Linked DNA regions of Dromaius novaehollandiae: region 2 is linked to region 1. The links are chromatin contacts, called in public Hi-C maps. All regions are on one chromosome and are shown on one strand. Each heading gives the region's core, a stretch centred on a gene start, on an enhancer-like site or on the middle of the called end of the contact. The rest is flanking DNA. Distances are from core to core; before and after follow the strand shown.

Region 1 (3,992 bases), core at 1,037-3,536:
AATGGCTGTTTGCATACAATTCAGTTATACTTGGAAAGCATTCCTGGGAGAGGTGCTATGTGACTCCATACACGTTACTTCCTTGACATCTTTTACATCCAGTCTACCCTATGTACAAATTAAGAAGGTGTTTTCGCTGGTGATCCTGGAAAAAACAGTGCTGCCTTTAAGTTAGGCTTCTTTTCTCCTGTCCAGTATAGCCAGTAATAATAACAATTGGAAAAAAAATAGTATTTATATAAACTCTGAAGTGCTTAGCCTCCTCAAGAACAAAGTTCAGTCACTGAGCCATACTGACTAAGAAAAATAAGGAGCTTAACAGAACATGAATTTGCATCTTTTAGTAATGTTTGCTGATGCTGATATAGGATAGCGTTTCTCAGCATTAGAGTTGGGTTTTAAATACACAAAGCTACACAAATAGAAAGGAAGATAAAGCTCCAAATGTCAAATAACAGCCTATCTAAAGTCCTCAACTTTATTTCCTAATGAGGAGTCAGTCTAGCAAGGACTAGATGCTAACACAGGGCTACGTAAAACACCACTGAAAAAAGAATACAGAAATTTGGTTCTTACCCAAGAGCTAAGGTATCCGAGATCAAAAGGAAGTATCTCGGTGTAAAACATGATTTGCAGACTATGTCACAAAGGTCTAATATTTAAGTAATTACTTATTCTGTGTAGTTTGAACACAATGAACAAGAGCCTCTCATCAAAAAAGCATTTCATGGTAACTATACACACAAACTCCTTTACAGATTATGAGAGCTGAAAGGTGAGCCAGGGGAGGGGAAACAATTTCAAAATAAAAGTGAAGGAGGTGGCCAGCTTCTTCTCTTTCCTCCAGAAGAAATAAAAGCAGTGAGAATGAAGAGGGAAGGAGGAAAAATATTAAAACAGGAGACATAATGCTGGGAAAAGGTTGAAAAAACACCTGCCTATTAAAGCTGGGCACTTTGCAAAGGGCAGTGCTGCTCTCTCCTTCCATTGCAATCACATGAAGCAGTTATGCTAGGAGGGGAATCCTTTCCACAGCCCATTCCTGTTCTCACAAGCTCCAAGCAGTTCAGCAAACACTTACGTGTGAGCCCTCTTCAGGTAAATATAAAATAAAACCAATGAAGGGCTCATTTGCTTTTTGCTCTGGCCAGCAGAGTCAATGGCCAGCAAAGTACAAAAACAGCAGAGCTACCTTGGTTTAATTTTCTATGATGATTAGACTAGAGATCAATACAAGAAATCTTTCTCCAAGGATGTAAAAGCATGTCATCTGACCCACTCTGCATGTAGTTACACATCCATTTTCAACAGTGACCAAACACCCATAGTCCCTCCAGCACCAAAAGTCTCCATAACACCAGGAAAACCTGACCATCCTGCTGAATATACTAATCTGATCTTTAAATACATATGGCACACTTCCTTCAGAGGGCAGGATATGCAGGAGGAAGAGGAGGGTTTTTTTTCTTAATTAGCCCAGTGGCTACAGCTGGGGAGGGCAAGGGGCAACCTTGGTGGGGTTGTTCTTGCAGGATGGGGCTGGGAGCAGCAGCCACGCCAGGAGGCTGGAGAAGGGCAGAAATACCAGGGGAATCGTAGCTGGACTCAGTTTTCATGAACACAGCACATCTGATGTTCCCTCAAGTTTAGGCCTCAGATCTCAAGCAGAAAACACCCTTCCTATGATCTTTCTGGAGCTGAGGACCACCACAGGCACGCTGTTTTGGTTTTAATGTAACAGTTTAACCTAGGTCCATCTGCTGCTGAGAGCCACTGAAATCCAGCAGAACTGTACCTGGTGCTGTAAAACCTAGCAGCTTTCCAAAACCCAGGGCTGCAGTTTTGTTAAAAATGTCAGCTATTCTAATGCGTGACTCACTCACCAGCAATTTAAGGAGCCGGGTCCATCGGTGCCTGCGGTCTCCCAGGGAGCGGGTCCGTTCCAGCAACCTTTCCGCTCACCAGATCAGAGCCGGCACACCCGACCAGGGATGCGTTCCCAAAACTACACGGAGTCAGTGGGGCCTGCTTTCCCAGTCCCTAGAACAGCAGGTATTTTTATCTGTTCACCCAAATCTCCATTCGGTCTGCAGCAGAGGAGGCATTTAAGGCTCCTTTACCTCCCCCGTGTACGCAAGCTAACTGGAGTTTTTGTATTCACAAACATGCATCTCGGAAAGGTCAAAAAATCGGTCTTGCAAATGTAATCGTAACAGGCTACCGGCAGTGAGGAAAATGCCTTTAAACTGAAAAGGCTTACCAGCTGCACTTACCAGTTTGACCTCTGGGACAAAGTCGTAAGCATGCGGTTGTGACGCTGTACAACACCAAAGTCATTTTGGAACGCTTTAAACAACTACAGAGCAGAGGAAGGCCTTGGTAAACCTTGAGTCAAATGTCAACATGAAAGAGAGTATAGACTTTCTCGTACTGCATTATCATTAATCTGGAGGGACCAAATATGTCAGAAGAGAAGAGAATATTTGGACAATGCTTAAAATGTGCACGCATACGTATCATGCCTTGAATCATCCACCAATACCGAAAATCAAAAAGAGTAATTTGTTCAGTATTTTTTAAACACACCAGGCCACTACAGCACTTAATGGACAGTAGCAATATGAACCATATTTCAGCTAATGACCATGTGATGAATGGACTTGCACATTATTATCAACCTCTAGAGCCTTCACTGGCTCTTTGGACAATTTTTAGTAGCAGGAGTTCAGAAACTAGTCCTATAAATTTTGATTCAAATTGATGAGCTTACTTACTGCAGTGCAACTTTCATAGTATTATTAAGCTATAGCCTACTTCACTGTTATAAATCTACAGTCACAAATTACTCTTTCATAGAATGAGCATTAGATTTATTCTAAGCACATTTTGTTTGTGACTGAAACCAAAGTAAGCAACTGAACTAGCAGAAAATAAATCAACAGACCAACTGTATGAACTGATCCAGTGACTGAACTCAAATGAACGTTCTGCCTTCCACTTAAAACAACACAAGGGATGGTAAAAGTCATTTGTAAATGTGCAGCAGAGTAGAAATGATCTAAATGCCAGCGAAGTGAGATTACCTGTACTACGGCAAACATGTAATGCTGAACAAGGTTTGCACGATCAGTTTTTACTGTTGCAGATCATGCTGGCATTCCTATTAATAATCACTTAAAGTGCATGGAAATTCAGCTCAGCAATGACAACTGGGAGGCTCTGCCTGCTGTGCAAGTGGACCTAATACACTCATTTCTACAGAACTCAGGAATTTTTTCTCAGTAATAAGTCATAGTGGCAAAAATACCTTCATGGCTGTTCAGATAAACAAACACCAATGCAATGCCATATGTAAGAGTTTGAGAGAAATTCAGTGCTTGGATGCTTATTGCAGTTTTGTTCAGGAGCTGCAGTATGGAAGTAACAAAACACCAGCTGCACAGCTGCTGCTATGGTCAGAAATGAGACAGTTGGGGGTTACATCAATTTAACACTGATGGCTGCATGCCTAAAGTAAGAGCGGCCACTGTAGGTGGCAAAACATTTTTATAGAGAGAAGGACCTGGCATGCAAGCGAGAAGAAAACTGGAAGTCCTGCTGGTCCCCTCTTGCAATAATATGGAAACGCAGACAGAACAGCAGCTAGAGGGGAGTAGAGATTCAAATTTATCAGAAACCCACAGGAAGAGAAGGAAGATGGCATCTCACCATCATCTTCCAAATCTACAGATATCTAACAATTACACTCCAGAAAGAAATCAGATAAATCTGAATGCGTGTTTTACAGTATGTGAAGTATGTATATTGGAGCATTAGAGTTGTTTTTGCCAAGTACACTTACAGAAGGGGGGAGCCTTTTTGAAACCATCAGATCACTAGCTTATGTGACCAATGTTATCTATGAGTTGAGCGTAAAATAAGCTGCTGTATGATACTGTACACTGTACAGTTGGGAAGTTCAGCAGTGGGTTTGCAATGAAGACTTAACTTGC
Region 2 (3,975 bases), core at 103-2,602, 110 kb after region 1:
ATTTATTTTAGCTCCAGCACAGCCGAGGCGTCGACGACACGAGGCCAGGCGCACCGCGGCACTTCCCTAGGCGCGACGGCGGGGAGGGCGGCGACGGCCGCCACAGGCGCGACGCCACGAGCCGCCCCGCCCCAACGGCTGGGGGAGCCCGGGGTCGGCGCTGGCCCCGGGGCGAGCCAGGTGCCGCCGCCTGCCTCCCTCCCGCCCCCGCGGGGCAGCTCTCCCGGGCCGCCCCCGCGCCGGGAGCCGCGGCGCGCTGCCCTCAGACGCCCCGCCGCCCCGGGCGGGCTGCCGGGCTGGCCCAAACCGAGGCGGGAGGCGTCGCCTCCCCCGTGTCAGCCCCTCGGCCCCTTTGTAAGCCAGGATCGCGGCTCAGCCCAGGCAGGAAGGGGGCTGAAAGCTGAGGGAAGGCGAGTGGGGGGCGCAGGCAGGGCTAAGGCGCCCCTCAGCTCTGTTCGGGACCGCGAGCCGCCGCAAGGCTCCCGGCCCGCCGCGAGGACGCCCGGGGCGTCCCGCCCGCCGCCGGGCCGCGTCCCAGCCCGGGGGCCAAACAAAAGGCACTAAGTTGTGCGGCAGCCCCGGCCGCCGCCGCCCGGTGTCCGGACTGCGCCCGGCCGCGGGGAAGCGGGGGAGGGCGGACCAGGCGCCGCTCGGCGCGGTGCCTCCCGCGGATTACCCGCGCTAATGGCATTAAGCGGGGCTGAGCGGCGCCCGCGGGGTGTCCACCGGGCAGCGCGGCCCCGCGGCTGTCACCGCCCGCGGAGGGGTGGCGGTGCCGGGGGGAGGGGGCGGCGGTGCCGGCGCAGGGCGTCGCTCCCCGCCGCCGCCGCTGCCCCACGCCTTCGCCGCCTCGCGGGCGGGTCTCGCCGCCCGCCCCGCAGCCCCGGCCGCCGTGCCCGGCGGGGCGGGCGCCACCCGCTGCCGCCCGGCCCCATTGTTCGCCGTGCCGCCCTTACCGTGCGCGGGGCTGGGGCTGCGCGGGCTCCCGCTGGCTCTCCTCGCTGCGGCTGGTGCAGGGGCAGTCGGGCTTGGCCGCCGGAGGTCCGAGCCATTAAAAGCTCCGCGGGGAGGAGGAGGAGGAGGAGGAGAAGGAGGAGGAGGAGGAGAAGGCGGCGGCAGGAGTGGTGGCGGCTGGGGGAGGAGGAGGAGGACAGCGGGGGGCTCGCGGGAGCAGGGTCGCCATGTCCGGCTTTGCAAGGGGGAAGAGTCCGGCGGGCTGGGCGCTGAGGAGAAGGAGGGCAGGCGACGGGGGCCGGGGCAGCCTGCTGCCGCCCGCCGACCGGGGGAGCTGGAACTGGACGCCGCTCTGCCGCGGCTGCACCTCCCCTAACCCTGCCCCCTCCCGGAGGGGGAGCCGCCGGCGGCAGGAGGCGGCCGAGAGCCCCCTCCAGCGTTCACAGGCGGCGGCGGCGGCGCGCCATGGCCGCTCGCCTCGCCTCGGTGCGGCGCGGCCAGCGGCAGTGGCAGGAGCAGGGCGCCCGCCTCGGCGCGGCCGCAGGGACTCGGGCAGCCCGTCGTGGGGAAGGAGCAGGAGGAGGAGGAGGAGCGACCACCGCCCTGCGCCAGGTGCGGTGCCGGGGGAGGGCACGTACCCTCCTCTCCGGCAGAAGGGGTGGGCAGCGCCCCCGTGCCCGCGGCGTGGGCGCTGCCGCCTGTGGCGAGGCGGCGTGAGGGAAGGGTTAAGCCCGGATTAACTCCCGCGCTGGGGGGGCAGCGGGCGCGGCGAGGGGCAGGGCGTGCGGCAGGGGCTGCGAGGGGAACGGCGTGCGGGCAGGGGCTGCGAGGGGCGAAGCGGCGGTGCCGCGGGGTGCCTGGCTTCCCGCCGCAGGGTGCTGACCCGGAGCGACGGGCGGCAGGTGCCCTGTGTCATCGCGCCCCCCTTTTTAGTGCATTTAGTGCGGCTCCCAGAGGTAGGACCGTCTCAGGTGGGTGCTTTTGGTAGGAGTCTACCGAAAGCAGGAGGTTAGGAGGAGGTTTCAGGAATCAGTGGAGAACAGATGGACGCGTGATTTACTGAGAGGCAGTCCTTCACAGTCATGCTTTAAGACTCCATACTCTTGGACACCAGAGAAACCAAAGGGCTAGGCAGTGTATTCATATTTTCTGGTTACTGGTCAGTAACCTATTTTTTCTCCCTCATTAAATGACCACAGACCACAGCACTGTAAAACTGAACAAGTAGCAGCAGTCCACGCTTCAAGGGCTTTCTCAAAAAAGTCTCCAGTCTGTGCATCGAAAGGAGAACACCAGGCAAAAGCTGGGGCTGGGGGGACACCTTTTCCAGACATGCTGTATATTGCCTCAGAGAAGACCTGGATCTATGGTGAAAAGGCTCTCAGACACACTTAGGACCAGCATAACTATTTGCCCTTACAACACTGTTATCCATTTACGTAGCTGCAGCATTAGGATGTGCATCTCTTTAGGCCTCTTCCTAGATTCCACCCAGAATTTGTCTGGAAGATGACTGGACAGTGCACACTTATGAGTGATACAGAGGAAAGACTTCAGGTCTTTGAAGTTCACTCAGTGACCCAGCAGGGAGCAGTGAAGTAGGAATGTTTGTAAAGTAATCGAGACCCATGCTTCCCTTCCGAGCATTTAGCATTTACAGACCGTTTGAGGAGCCCAGCTATCTCTGCGTTTTCATCCCTGGGGGAAAGAGAAAAGATATGTGAATGCTATAAATATTTTCTCCTCTAAGCCTTGCCCTTGCTTAATCCCAAAAGACAAATTCCTCTGCTGTTGACAGTAATGCCTCTATGCACAAACACCTCACTAGAGATACCTGGATGCATGTGCCAGCCAACTTTGTGAGATCAAGTGGAGAACTTCATTTCTTTGGACAGTTCTGAAACCTTAACCAAAGTACATGGATTACTGACTGAAAGGCTGGGAATCGTCCTTAGCTGTCAGTATTTGATAAGATAGTAACCACTGTTATTTCCCGCAGACTTTTTCCCTACAAAATCCGTGATCTGTCTGTAAAAAAGAAAGTTTAACATACACATTCTAACAATATGAACTGTGAATAAAAAACACTAAAGTAATAAAAAAGTTACCTTTTTCCAGACACTTATGTCAACAGCTTTAACTGTTAATTAAGGTACAGCTAGGGTAAGAGCAGCACAGCAAGGGTCAACAGTAGCACTTGGAATTTCCTGGTGCATTTTATGTACACTTTCAAATCACTAATGCTTCATTCCCACCTAACAAAGAGTTGTTGTAATCTGCATCAAATGAGTGAGATCATCTTCAGTGCCTTCCAAGTTTGAGTGACCTTGAAACTTTTCTCAATACTACCAGAAGTAACAGATTGCCCTGCAGCTACTGTACATTTATTACAGTGCTGCAAAAAGCAACAGTGAAGTATTGTCCTGAATGGTGTACTTACTGAAACATCAAAGATGGCAACAAGTTGTTCATTTCTTCAGGAACCATATGTTTGTATATGCTTGTATGTGTTTTATTTATTTGACCCTTGCTTCTGATTCATAGATCTTTTGAAAGTATCAAGCACAACCAGGAACTGACATCTAAACAGACTTTACTGTCTGTCCTGTGTGGCATTTATCCAGTCAGTCATAAAGTCATCTTTCCCCCATCTATTCCCATTGACTCTCTTTACAGTAGTAAGCATCAGTTTTTCCTCTGATAAGAATTTCTCTCTGGGAAATTACCCATGGCAGCAACTTGCGCTCTTCTGATGTGAATGCTAAGAAGAGCATTCATTGTTGCTGTTAGACTCCTGTAGTACATAGGGTCACATTTTTTTCCCTATTGAATGACATGTGGAGTTTGCTGTGACATCAAATAAACATCAGAATTTGAGACAGACAGTATTTGTTTTTGAAAAGTGTCTGAAAAATGGTTCTACTTAGTTCATGTTTCTGAAAGAAGAAAAGATAAGCTTTGTCTGCATCCGCTAACACACAAGAACTGGAACTGAGTTTCAGAATGAGCAAGACCAAAGTG

The links. A called contact is a pair of places that touch in the nucleus more often than the background predicts.
Region 2: a Hi-C map of liver shows a contact between it and region 1, with 8 times the contacts expected there. The contact joins the promoter of FARP1 here to the enhancer-like site in region 1. A contact is called at or near these places in 2 of 4 Hi-C or Micro-C datasets (brain and liver).

What each region holds. Positions count from the first base shown.
Region 1 is chr1:162,092,290-162,096,281 of bDroNov1.hap1, forward strand. All of the region lies in intron 2 of FARP1 (FERM, ARH/RhoGEF and pleckstrin domain protein 1), which reads right to left. Among named protein-coding and RNA genes, the nearest start is that of FARP1, 110 kb to the right of the region's middle. Within about 2 kb of position 2,287, at least 1 of the 2 cell types and tissues checked has open chromatin away from gene starts, as enhancers often do.
Region 2 is chr1:162,198,604-162,202,578 of bDroNov1.hap1, forward strand. It overlaps FARP1 (FERM, ARH/RhoGEF and pleckstrin domain protein 1), which reads right to left and starts at 1,353. Exons shown (of 27, transcript XM_064504545.1): 1 at 957-1,353. It overlaps LOC112994825 (a long non-coding RNA gene), which reads left to right and starts at 1,383. Exons shown (of 4, transcript XR_003262033.2): 1 at 1,383-1,566.